2 separate regions of the Mus musculus genome follow, and region 1 is linked to region 2. Evidence: chromatin contacts called from public HiChIP or PLAC-seq data. All regions are on one chromosome and are shown on one strand. Each heading gives the region's core, a stretch centred on a gene start, on an enhancer-like site or on the middle of the called end of the contact. The rest is flanking DNA. Distances are from core to core; before and after follow the strand shown. Region 1 overlaps Gm35202 (predicted gene, 35202). Region 2 overlaps Gm13605 (a long non-coding RNA gene).

What was found. HiChIP or PLAC-seq counts read pairs in DNA pulled down with a chosen protein or histone mark.
Region 1: an H3K27ac HiChIP or PLAC-seq map of extraembryonic endoderm stem cells shows a contact between it and region 2. The contact joins two enhancer-like sites. A contact is called at or near these places in 2 of 484 Hi-C or Micro-C datasets (embryonic stem cells and stem cell-derived neurons) and 5 of 115 datasets of contacts at active chromatin or transcription factors (T-cell acute lymphoblastic leukemia, acute myeloid leukemia, extraembryonic endoderm stem cells and 2 more).

The regions. Positions count from the first base shown.
Region 1 is chr2:35,505,656-35,510,839 of GRCm38.p6, reverse strand. Gm35202 (predicted gene, 35202) reads right to left here. Exons shown (of 2, transcript NR_168303.1): 2 at 4,748-4,967. Among named protein-coding and RNA genes, the nearest start is that of Gm35260, 3.4 kb to the right of the region's middle. Within about 2 kb of position 1,724, at least 105 of the 459 cell types and tissues checked have an H3K27ac peak or open chromatin away from gene starts, as enhancers often do. A contact at or near this core is called in extraembryonic endoderm stem cells, where this site is marked.
Region 2 is chr2:35,236,994-35,242,406 of GRCm38.p6, reverse strand. The region is part of intron 2 of Gm13605 (a long non-coding RNA gene); the gene reads right to left. Among named protein-coding and RNA genes, the nearest start is that of Gm52553, 14 kb to the right of the region's middle. Within about 2 kb of position 3,841, at least 16 of the 459 cell types and tissues checked have an H3K27ac peak or open chromatin away from gene starts, as enhancers often do. A contact at or near this core is called in extraembryonic endoderm stem cells, where this site is marked.

The DNA of each region.
Region 1 (5,184 bases), core at 475-2,974, 270 kb before region 2:
CATATGTGTGTAGAAAAACTAGGAAGAATGTCACGACGGGGCTGGGGAGATGGCCCAGTCAGAAAGGGACTTTCTACACAAGCATGAGGACACATTTTAAAACTCGGCACGTGGACATTGTAATCAATTTCAATCAATGCTTGAGTGAGGGAGCAGAGACAGGAGGATCTCTGGCCACCTGGTAAGACAAGAAAGCCTGTCTTTAAAATAATAAATAAATAAATAAGTGTGGAACATGTAAGGGGTGGGGTGGCCCCTGGGGGTCAGGACACCACCAAACACCAGCTTCTTAGTACAACTCAGCACAAAGAAGATTTGTTATGCTGGAGGGCTGGGGGGGGGGGGGCCGAAGGGGGTAGGCTTGTTTGTGTCTGCATTAGGCAAAGGCATGGCCAAGCAGCAGCAGGTGCTTTTTCGTGGCTTTTTAAGGAGAAAAGGAGTCTGTGATAGGGAGAGTTGCTAAGTCTTGATTGAACATGTTAGCCAAATAATGAATTTTGATTGCTGGTCCTTAGTGTTTTGTCTCAGGAATGAACTGAACTCAAATAGTGTATAAACGCAAAGAGGGTTTTATTCTGCAGAAGTCCTGCCTGCTGGAGTCTCCTATTACCAAGATAGAGACTCTGAAGTGAGCATGCAGGCCTGATTTAAAGCACCCTAGGAGAATCCCAGGGTAAGTGTTTTACGCTATCTCTGAGGACATTCCATTACCGGGGTGTGGAGGCCACCTGGAAACTGCTGACCCATTGCCCTTGCTTCAGGTCAGGTGGTGGGGCAGTTTCTGATGGCAGGGCAGTTTCTGACTAGCTGCCTGAAGCCTGGGCTTTTAGGCCTAATCTCCTGAACTGCCAATTTGAAGCCGGTCATGGAGTCAGCCTGTCTCATCCAGGGTAGCTTTAGGAATGTAATCTAACAGTTTTAGGGAGAGAGAAAAGTAAAAGCCTGTAGACACCATGTTTGCTATGCTCAGGCCTGCTATCGAGCCAGCCCTTCAGAGAGCAATTGAAGAAGATGCTGGAATTGAAGAAGATGCTGTTGACTTCTGACCTGGGGGTGGGGGGCGTGCACGTGTGCATGCATACACACACACACACACACATGAATAGATAAGACATTTTTTTTTTTAAGTAAAAAGATGAGGCTGGAGAGATGTCTCAGCAATTAAGAGCACTTGCTGCTCATACGGAGGCCCTGGGTTCAGTTCCCTAAGTGCCTATAACTCTAGCTTGAGGGTCTCAGATGTTCTTCTGCTTCCTGGCTAACGTACTTATCTATGGGGAGTGGGGGTGGGGTGTGTGTGGAGCGAATGCTGTCACGGTTCTAAGAATCAACCTGTGTAACAGATGGGGTCAGAGAAGGTCACTCTCCCTACTTCCTCTCCCACCCCCGCTCAGTCTTCTCACCTATCGACTGTAGATAACAGCAACAGTCACAGATCCATGGTTCCAGGATTCCCTGGAATGCCAACAGTAGTGGGTGTGTCAGTCCCTTAGATGAGATGGCAAACAGCCACAGAAGTTGAGCATTTCCCTCACCCCTGTTTACTTAAATCATAATTTAAGCTTACTTTTGACTCCTAACACAAGGAAAGGGTTAAGAGACTAAATGTATTGTCTAGGAAATCCTGGTTAAAAAAAAAAAATTGGTCCATGCTCACTACAGAGGGGCTATCGTTGCACATGTGGCTGCAGTGTGATTCTGGTGTTTGTAATATATTTGCTCTGGGGGGGTGGCTGAATCCAGGAATGGAGAAGCCGTGGGCTCAGAAGTCATGGAGACGGAGCACCCACGACATTACTGAACATCCTCTTTTTACACTATCTCATTTGTTCTTTACTTAAACCACATGTGGCAGGAATTTCTGTTCTTTTACACATTGGGATTTGAGGTCAGGACAGCTCTGCAACTTGTTCCAAGGTACCTAGTCCATGCCTGTGGGTGGCCAGAGTCCATGTGGCCACAGGCTTTGCCAAGTGTTCTCCAGGTCTCTGTGGCCTGTTTCTGTAAGCCTGATTCTTACTGGGTTGTCGACCAAGTGTCCCACGCCCAGCATTTCCCACGCTTGGTGGCTATAAATAGCTGTTTTGTGCTGGAATAAGTCAAAGCCTTTTTCCCTCAGGACTGCAGAAAACACCCCACAGAGGGCCTGCAAAACACAGCTGCCCGAAGCGAACATAAGTAAGCTCGTAGCCATTCCCCCCTTCTTCTTGTGACATTTGAGAGCATCCCAAGCATTCATTTGGGAAGGCTGTGCTTTATAACTGATGTCACCCCTGGGTAGTCACAGACAGTATGATCCAAGAGGTCCTTTTGGGGGGACTCTGGTGACTTTCCAAAGGAGCTTGCAGCCTGGGAAACATCCTCAGAAAGAAACTGGTCCTGGAAGAGTTCGTAGGAGAACAGGACAGGCATCTGGGCTAGCCTGGTCCACTGCACAATGAGTGGGCTAGCCTAATCCACTGCACATCAAACATGGCCAGCCGCAGTTTCCTCTGCTTCCTGAGGATAGTTCTAAGTTTGCCATGATGTTCTTTCCATCTTTCCATGGCTAGAGGCAAGTGCTAACCATCACTTCTCTGCTGCTGGCCGTTGCAGAGATACTCACCTAGAGGGGCGGGGGGGAGGGGGGGTGGTACATGGGAAGTAAGCAGCAGGCCTCAGGGGAGCAAGCTCTATCAATGCAGTGTCTTTTCTCAACTTGTTTGTTCTGAGACAGGGTCTTCCCACAGAGCTCTGATTAACCTCGAGCTTAGGGTGACCCTCCTGCTTCTGCATACCTGCCCCCCCAAAACGTTAGGATCATAGGCATGAACCACGATGCCTAACCATTCTAGACTGTCTTTTAAGTTTTTTTCTTATTTATTTTGTGTGTGTGATATGTGCGTGCCACAGCATGTGTGGAAGCCAGAGGACAACTCTCAAGAATCTTTTTCATTTGTTTACCACACGATTCCTGGAGATTGGAGCCAGGACATGAGACATGTAGGCCCATGTCTTTACCCAGTGAATCATCTTGTCTGTTTCCATACCAGAGTGTACTAATGATAGCTTAGGTACAAGAAGGAAATGTGAAAATCACCACATGAGGGGTTGGAGAGATGGCTCAGCGGTTAGGAGCACTGACTGCTCTTCCAGAGGTCCTGAGTTCAAATCCCAACAACCACATGGTGGCTCATAACCTCTGTAATGGGATCTGATGCCCTCTTCTGGTGTGTCTGAAGATAGCACACTCACATAAAAGAAAGAAAAGGCAATCACCTGGGAGGAAAGTGGTTATCCCCGGGGTGTTTTCAAGGACATCCTGGCACTGCCCTGTTCACCTGCTTCCCAAGGCTGCTCTACCACAGACAGCAGTAGAGTCTCACTCTGAACACTACATTCCTGAGTCACTGGAGTCTGGGTGTGTCACGTGATCCCCTGGGGCCAATATGCACACTTCGGAAGGAGTTCTAAGGCTTCTTCACTGGATAAGGTTTGTAAAGCGCTTAGCCCACGCTAAGTGCTGCTTACGCGCAGCAGACCCTGGGTACTTCCTCTGCGGCTAAGTGACTTCCAGCTGTGCCGCTTAACAGGCTGGGTGTCTGCACAGTCTTCTCAGACTGGGAACTGCAGTTTCTAATCCCCAAAGTGAGAGGAATCATATGCGCTTCAGAGTCATCAGGACACTGAATGAGATAATGCATGAAAGTGTTCTTCGGATGCTGCCAAATGCTATGTAGTTGAAGTCACCAAGGCAACAGCAAGGGGTTTTTTGAGATGGAAAGTTGAAGCACCTACTACCAACAGCACCTTCTAAATCTCCCAGGAACTGTGTGCTAGCAAGTAGCTCCCAAGGATTGACAACCCTTTACACTGCAAAGAGCTGTGGCTGGCTGGGATAGGGGTGAGGGTGAGGGTTGGGCAGGGGAGGGGAGGGGGAGGGCACTGGTCTAGTGCTAGAAAGAGTGACTTTGTTCCTTAATTAGGATCTAGCCTGGTCTCTGGCAGAAGACTGGAAGGAGGTGATTACTTGTGAATAGATGTGTTTATATCACTTCCTCTAACCCCATTGCCAGCCTGCAGAGTGTGCTGCCAGACTCAGGAAACAAAAGCATGGGACATGCTGGGCGGTGGTGGCGCACGCCTTTCACTTCTGGTAGAACACAAGTATTTTATTCTGTCAGAGGCAGTAAGCATGCTTGCTTTAAAGCTTTAGAGTGAGCTGCTCGCTCTATCTCCCAAAGCTGATTTTGTTTTACAGGTCCTTTCAAAGATGGCTTATAGCAGCAGTAGCCAGCACAGCTCTACCTGTAAAACTTGGGTAGCTCTGGCAGAGCCTCTCCCAACAGCAGCTCAGCGTGCAGCTGTGGGGTGGGGGGACAGTTGTGGCTTCTTCCCATTGTGTGTGTGTGTCCTGAGATAGGCACTTGTGGGGGGCTGACATACTCCTTATCTGTTGCCAGCTCTCTGCCCTGCCAGCCTGCTTGCTTTTAATGGGAAATTTGAAGTTGTCTGTCTGATAGCACACACATAAACCTATCAAAAGTAAAGATAAGAGCCTGGCGTGGTGGCGCACACCTTTAATCCCAGCACTTGGGAGGCAGAGGCAGCGAATTTCTGAGTTCCAGGCCAGCCTGGTCTACAGAGTGAGTTCCGGGACAGCCAGGGCTACACAGAGAAACCCTGTCTTGAAAAACCAAAAAAAAAAAAAAAAAAAAAAAAAAAAAAAAAAAAAAAAAGTAAAGATAAATAAGGAAAAAAAGAGATGTGCCTTCTGGTTTCTGTTTATGGAATGTAGAGCTCATTGTTTGATAAAGATGTCATAGGAGCTGAGATAAAGGCAATGGCCCCTGCACACATGTAATCCCAGTGCTTGAGAGGTGATGATAGGAGGTCCTGGTGGAGTTAAAGACATCCTCAGCTTCATAGGGCCATTCTGGGCTACATGAGACCTTAATTCATCCCCTCTCCAAACTGATGGCTTCTTTCTGTAAAAGAACAACAACAAAAACCTGTTTTCTTTGAGGCCTCTGCCAAGGTCTCTGCCCCTGTGACTTCCATGTCTCTGCTCTGGACCTGCCTGGTGTGTCTCCCCTCCCTGCACTTGAACTCTGCTCCATTATCCACCGCGGCCTGCAGAGAGGCTCCCCTTACTTCCCCTTCCTCTGATGAACACACTTTGCCTTAGATAATTTCAGCTCAGAC
Region 2 (5,413 bases), core at 2,592-5,091:
CAGTTACTTCCATGAGTCTCACAAGGAGTTTTCTAAAACCATTTTCAGGATATAAACCAGTATAAGCCAGCAAAAGGACAGTTAGAAAATTATTTTCTTGGCTCAGAAATTCCATCTCCAAGATTGTTTACTGCAGACAGACTCACACACATTGAAAGGACATATTGACAAGATTAGGCAAATGCTGTCAGAGCAGCAAAAATTAAAAACCACCCATGACCCCCCCCACACACAAGGGAAGCTTATCTATACCTAGACTAAAACTCTTGTGTATTGTAAACTGACAATAGGAAAAGTCCTTGGGTAGGTTTAAGGAGTACTCTCAAGATTAACTAGCTAGGCTTTGGGACATTCAACTTTGATCCTAGCACTTGGGAGGCAAAGAGAGGCAAAGCTATGAATTCCAGGTCAGCCTGGTCTATGGAGCAAGTTCCAGGATAGCCAGGGTTACAAATGAAGAAACCCTGTCTTGGAAAAACAAAACAAAACAAAACAAAAAAAGATTTAACTATAATAATAAGTGGAAACGAAGTTGCAAAAAAAGTACACAGAACTAGAATACCAGCATGTGTGTTAATAATAAAGAAAAGACTAGTTTTGTGTTTGTGTGTACTTGCACAAGCTGTGTTGGAAGAACACATGAGACACTGGTATTGTGGTCACTTGTGGGGAGAGTACTGAGTGGCTGGCAGCTGGGAGCAGAAAGGTTGTTATCTTTTCATTATGTCTATGTGCCTGTGTGTGGTTATGTGCACACGAGTGCAAGTTCTGGAAGAGTCCGCAAGAGGGTGTTAGATCCCTTGGAGCTGGAGTTACAAGCAGTTGTGAGCGGCTCATCATAGGAGCTGGAACTCAGACTTGGGTCCTCTGTAAGAGCAGTACCGCTGGGCAGTCAATGCTGCTCCCAAAGAGAGATTCCCCCCCCCTTTTTTTTATATCTTTCTGCTGCTTTTAAAATTTAAACCATGCATATATAGTCTCCATTCAAAATAATAATAATAATAACAACAAAGATAATAACCTATTGTGGACACAAACACTGCTATGTATGCATGGTGCTATAAGGTTTGCCTGAAGGATTCACATTTGGGAAAGCCAAAGCCTGGGGTCCAGTCTGGAAGGGAACGGCAACCCACCTGCCATAAAAGTGAGGAATGGACTCTTAAGGTTCCAACGTAGTTCTGATTTTAAGTAACTTTTTACCTCCCCTAGGGTGGACTTAAGATATCTGGACCAATATGAAATGGGGGAAAAGAGGAAAGAGAAGGAACATAGCTCTAAATAACAATAGAAGCCAGAGCTGAACTGGCCCCTGTATGTGACTAAAGCTCTAGGGCTGGCTGCAGAGAAGCCATCTTGTGTTATTGCGGGACAGAGCCTGCTGTTGTGAGTGGGTCAGGGTTGGAGAGTCCAACACTGCTTCAGCATCGAAGCTTAGCTGATCTCTGTCCCTCTTGGTCTACCTAGCGTGATCATTTGCCCTTATGAACAGCAGAAGTCAAAGACTACCAACTCTTCAAACAGAAGAACCCTTTCCCTCTCCTTCCTTCCTTTCTCGGTTCCTGATTTAACCAGTATCAACCTGTCTCTTGGCTTAATAGGTTGCTGCGTTGATCTCCTCCTCCTTGGAAGAAACCACTTGACAGAGCAACTTAGGAGAGGTTTACCCCGGCTCACAGTTTATAGGGAACAGCCCTGTTGTGACAGAGGAGGCAGGGAAGCTGGAGAAGTTCCTTCTTGTGGTAGCAGCTTGCAGGTGTTGCCTCTCAGGTCTTGGAAGGTCAGAATGCAGAGAGCTCAAGCTAGTACCAGAAGAAATTTCAACTTTCTGCTCCTGAGATTCTCCTAGAGGCTCCACAGCCTCCCAGAACAGGGGTACCTGCTGGAGACCATGAGTTCAAGCTCTACAGGGACACTTCTCACTCAAACCACAGCCATCAAGCCTTCTGTTAAGTAGAACCAAAAAGCTAGAGACAGGAGGAAAAAGAAGATGCTAAAAAGAACTTTTCTCAAGGTCATGTGGAGGTCAGAGAAAGGAGGGGGAAGGAAGTGAAGGTAGGGTCACATCAATGCCCAGCCAGCCCTGAGAACTGATCTGGAGCAGTTTAGCAAGAAGTAGATCAGCCGAGACAAATGACTGTCTCTGAGCAGGGCCTTGGGGGTGAGGGGAGGGGGGGTCTAAGCGGCAAGAAGCAGGCTAGACCTGAGTCACTGACACAGCCATAACCACGGAGACCCTCCCGTTGCTTCCATCAAAAGTATGTTCGAACTCTGTTTCTCAGTAGCTCATCAGGTGTTATGTCACCCCACCAACACCAACAGCTCACCAGTCGAATGCCAACCGTTTGGAAATAGGCCCTCCCAGCAAGCAAGCTACTACTCCAGGAGTCATGTCCTGTATAATGCTCCAGGCCAAATACAAAGCAAGAAACTGAGGCCCTGGATCCAGGGAGATGGTAACTACACAACTAGATGCCCGTGCTCAGTGTGAGAAGGGCAGCAAGCAGCAAAGGGGGAGATAAATTTAATCGCAAATGCCAGAGGTAGGCACATCTGGGAGAGTCCAGAGCAGGTGTGACCCTGCACCAGACCATGAAGGGAGAGAGAAGAGCCAGACCATGAGGCCAGGAGGATGACGGGTAGACCAGAGAAGGCATGGTAGCTGATGTCCCTGGTTGGCTTCTGCCCTTGGGGTGTCCAGCACTGTTGCACAATGGGCTGGGGAAGGCATGAAGCGTAGCAGGCATGGGTTCCACAAATCTCCATCAGCAAGGGTGCTGGGGAGAAATAGCCTTCTCCAAGACGGTTTTCAGTGAAAGAGCCCCTCGTTTTTGGAGGTAACAAGAGCCATACAGACCTTGGGGAGCAAGTACGGGTTTTCGGGGTGAGTGTACATGATTGGTTGGTGCACAGGTGCTGGGAAGGGTTCTTTTGCATGAAGAATATTTCCAGGTGCTTGCTGGACATGTCCTTATAGGGAGAGAGGAAGCTAAACCTGTGATTTGGCCACCAGGCTACGTGACTTCCTCAAGGGTTGCAGAGGTGGGGGCAGGGTATCCATACAGACTACATGCCCTGGAGCATGAAGACCCAGAAGAGGGGAAGGAGCTATCCTAACTCATGCTGGTCTCAGGGTGAGATTTTCAGGGTTTGGGCACATCTTGCCCTCATTCTTGCTCCAGACTGGCTCCCCCAATCACACAGCTTTCCGACTCCAAAGGTGACCAAAATGGCTGGATTATATAGGGAAGGGCAGCTGGTGTAAAGACAGCCCAGCCCCTGGGCTGGAGAATTTAGGGTAGAGGGAAGGATATGCCAGCCATATCCTGTAATAGGCATAAGTGAGGAGTACTGAGAAAACCAGGTAGCCGGGTCTGCTTTAATATATTAAATAGTAACCTTAGCCATTGTCCCAGGGTTGGGACCTAACATTACAACCTCCTTGTTGACAATAAATGATAAGGGGTGATGTAATCTTTTCTATGACTACGTCCTGCTGCCATCAGAGCATTGTTGTTGAGATCTGGAATGCTGGCCAAGGCTGGGAATAGAGAGGGGAATGTAGGCTGTTTCAATTACTGTCCAGGCTCTGCAGGACTGTCTGAGGCTAGTGAAGTGCAGGCTGGACCACAGGGCTAGCCACACTAGAGCCATCTAAGATACAGAGGCTCAGGATGGTTGGAAATTCTGTCAGAAACACCTAGGGCTGGTGAGTTTGGAGCAGATTGCAGTATTTAGTTGACTGAAAATCGATTGGAACAGATAGACTAGAGACGGAAGATAAAATTAAGGAATTTAGAGGAAAATTTTTATCCAGGGTGTACATTTGAAACTGAGGGGAGTCCCAAGGGGACAGAGAGAGGGAGAAGGAAGGAGATGGGAAGAGGGAAGAGAGGGGCTGAGGGAGAGGGAGGGGGAGAGGGATCCAGCCTCCGGAATAAGGGGGTGGGGGAAACATAAAAGTACTTCTCTGAAGTATGACTTGTGAGAGGTGGATTCAAATTGATTCGCTGAAGCTTTCAAGATGTTTAGGTTTACAAAATGAGATAGAAGTTTTAGATAGGGGCTGGTGAGATGGTTCAGTGGCTAAGAGCACTGCCTGTTCTTCCAGAGGACGGGGAGGGGGCGGGTTTCAATTCCCAGCACCAGCATGGCAGCTCACAACTATCTGTAACTCCAGTTCCAGGGGATCTGACACCTTTACACAGATCTACATGCAGGCAAATGCATGTAAAATAAAATAAAACAAATTTTTAAAAGGTTTAGTTATGTTAGAGATACCACCATTTGTAATCTGTACTGAAATCCACAGTGTAGAAAAGGCAGACCCTTGAGGCATAGTGAAAGCTTGGGAAACCAAATTGATTTGGGGTTAAAAGCTCCTTGGAGTTTCTCTCCATTTAGAGTTTTGTGTTTCTCAGCTGGAGACCAAGTAGCTCTAGGAAAGTGAGGCCAGAGGCCTGATGTTTACTCATGAAGAGAAGAAGGCAGTTGTATCCTTGGGGGAGGAACAGGGTGCTTGAGCTGTTAAAGCTACAGTTAGAGTTCTGAGAAGGATAAATTGTAGCAAGAGATATAATCCAAATGACCTATGTATCAATTAAGATGACAGAGACCCACCCACCACCCAGATCTCTGCCTCAGGCTCCCGTGATGGCTTCGTTGCAGGAAGTGGTCAGAGGCCTTTGGCTGTAATATAGAACAGTCTTTAATCTTCAGCTACCACACAGAGCAGCATCGGCCTTTGACTGCCAGACCCAGGTCTGAGAGGTTTTCCTGTAGAGAAGGGAGGACTAGGGAAAACTGACCTTGCTTTGACCATGCAAAGCAGGGCAATCAACCCAACAGTGCCCACAGCTTGGGTAGACCCTGGCAGCTAGCGAGGTATGGGGCAATTTTTCCCAACGGTTAATGTCACCACAATTCTGGTGTAGTCTTCCTTCCCACCTATCTTCTTTATGGAAAGCTTTTTATTAAACATTTAAATGCCATATTCAGCAGACCTCTGAAGAGCTAAAGGACCATCTATTAAGTATGTCCGGGTTTAGGCTTAACCTCAGAAATACATTAATTGTCCAAAACTGTTCCAAAAATAATTGGAAATATATTAATACATAAAATATTGTATGTCTTAATTATCTTTGACAGTTTAAGTTGGTAGCTTTTATAAGTCTAGGATTTTACAGCTTTATCCCTGTTAAGTTTGAACTTTAAAAAAAATTTGAGTTGAAGATATAGTTGCATTACCTTTAACCTCAAAATAAAACTTTAAACCATAAATACTACAAACTTTAAACCATAAAGACAGGCCATAGGGTGGCTGGGAACTTTTGGTTCACCATTATAGAATATCACAGTTTTGTTTTTGTTTTTTGCATGATTTAGTTTTATCAAAATAGCTAAAGCTTAGCAA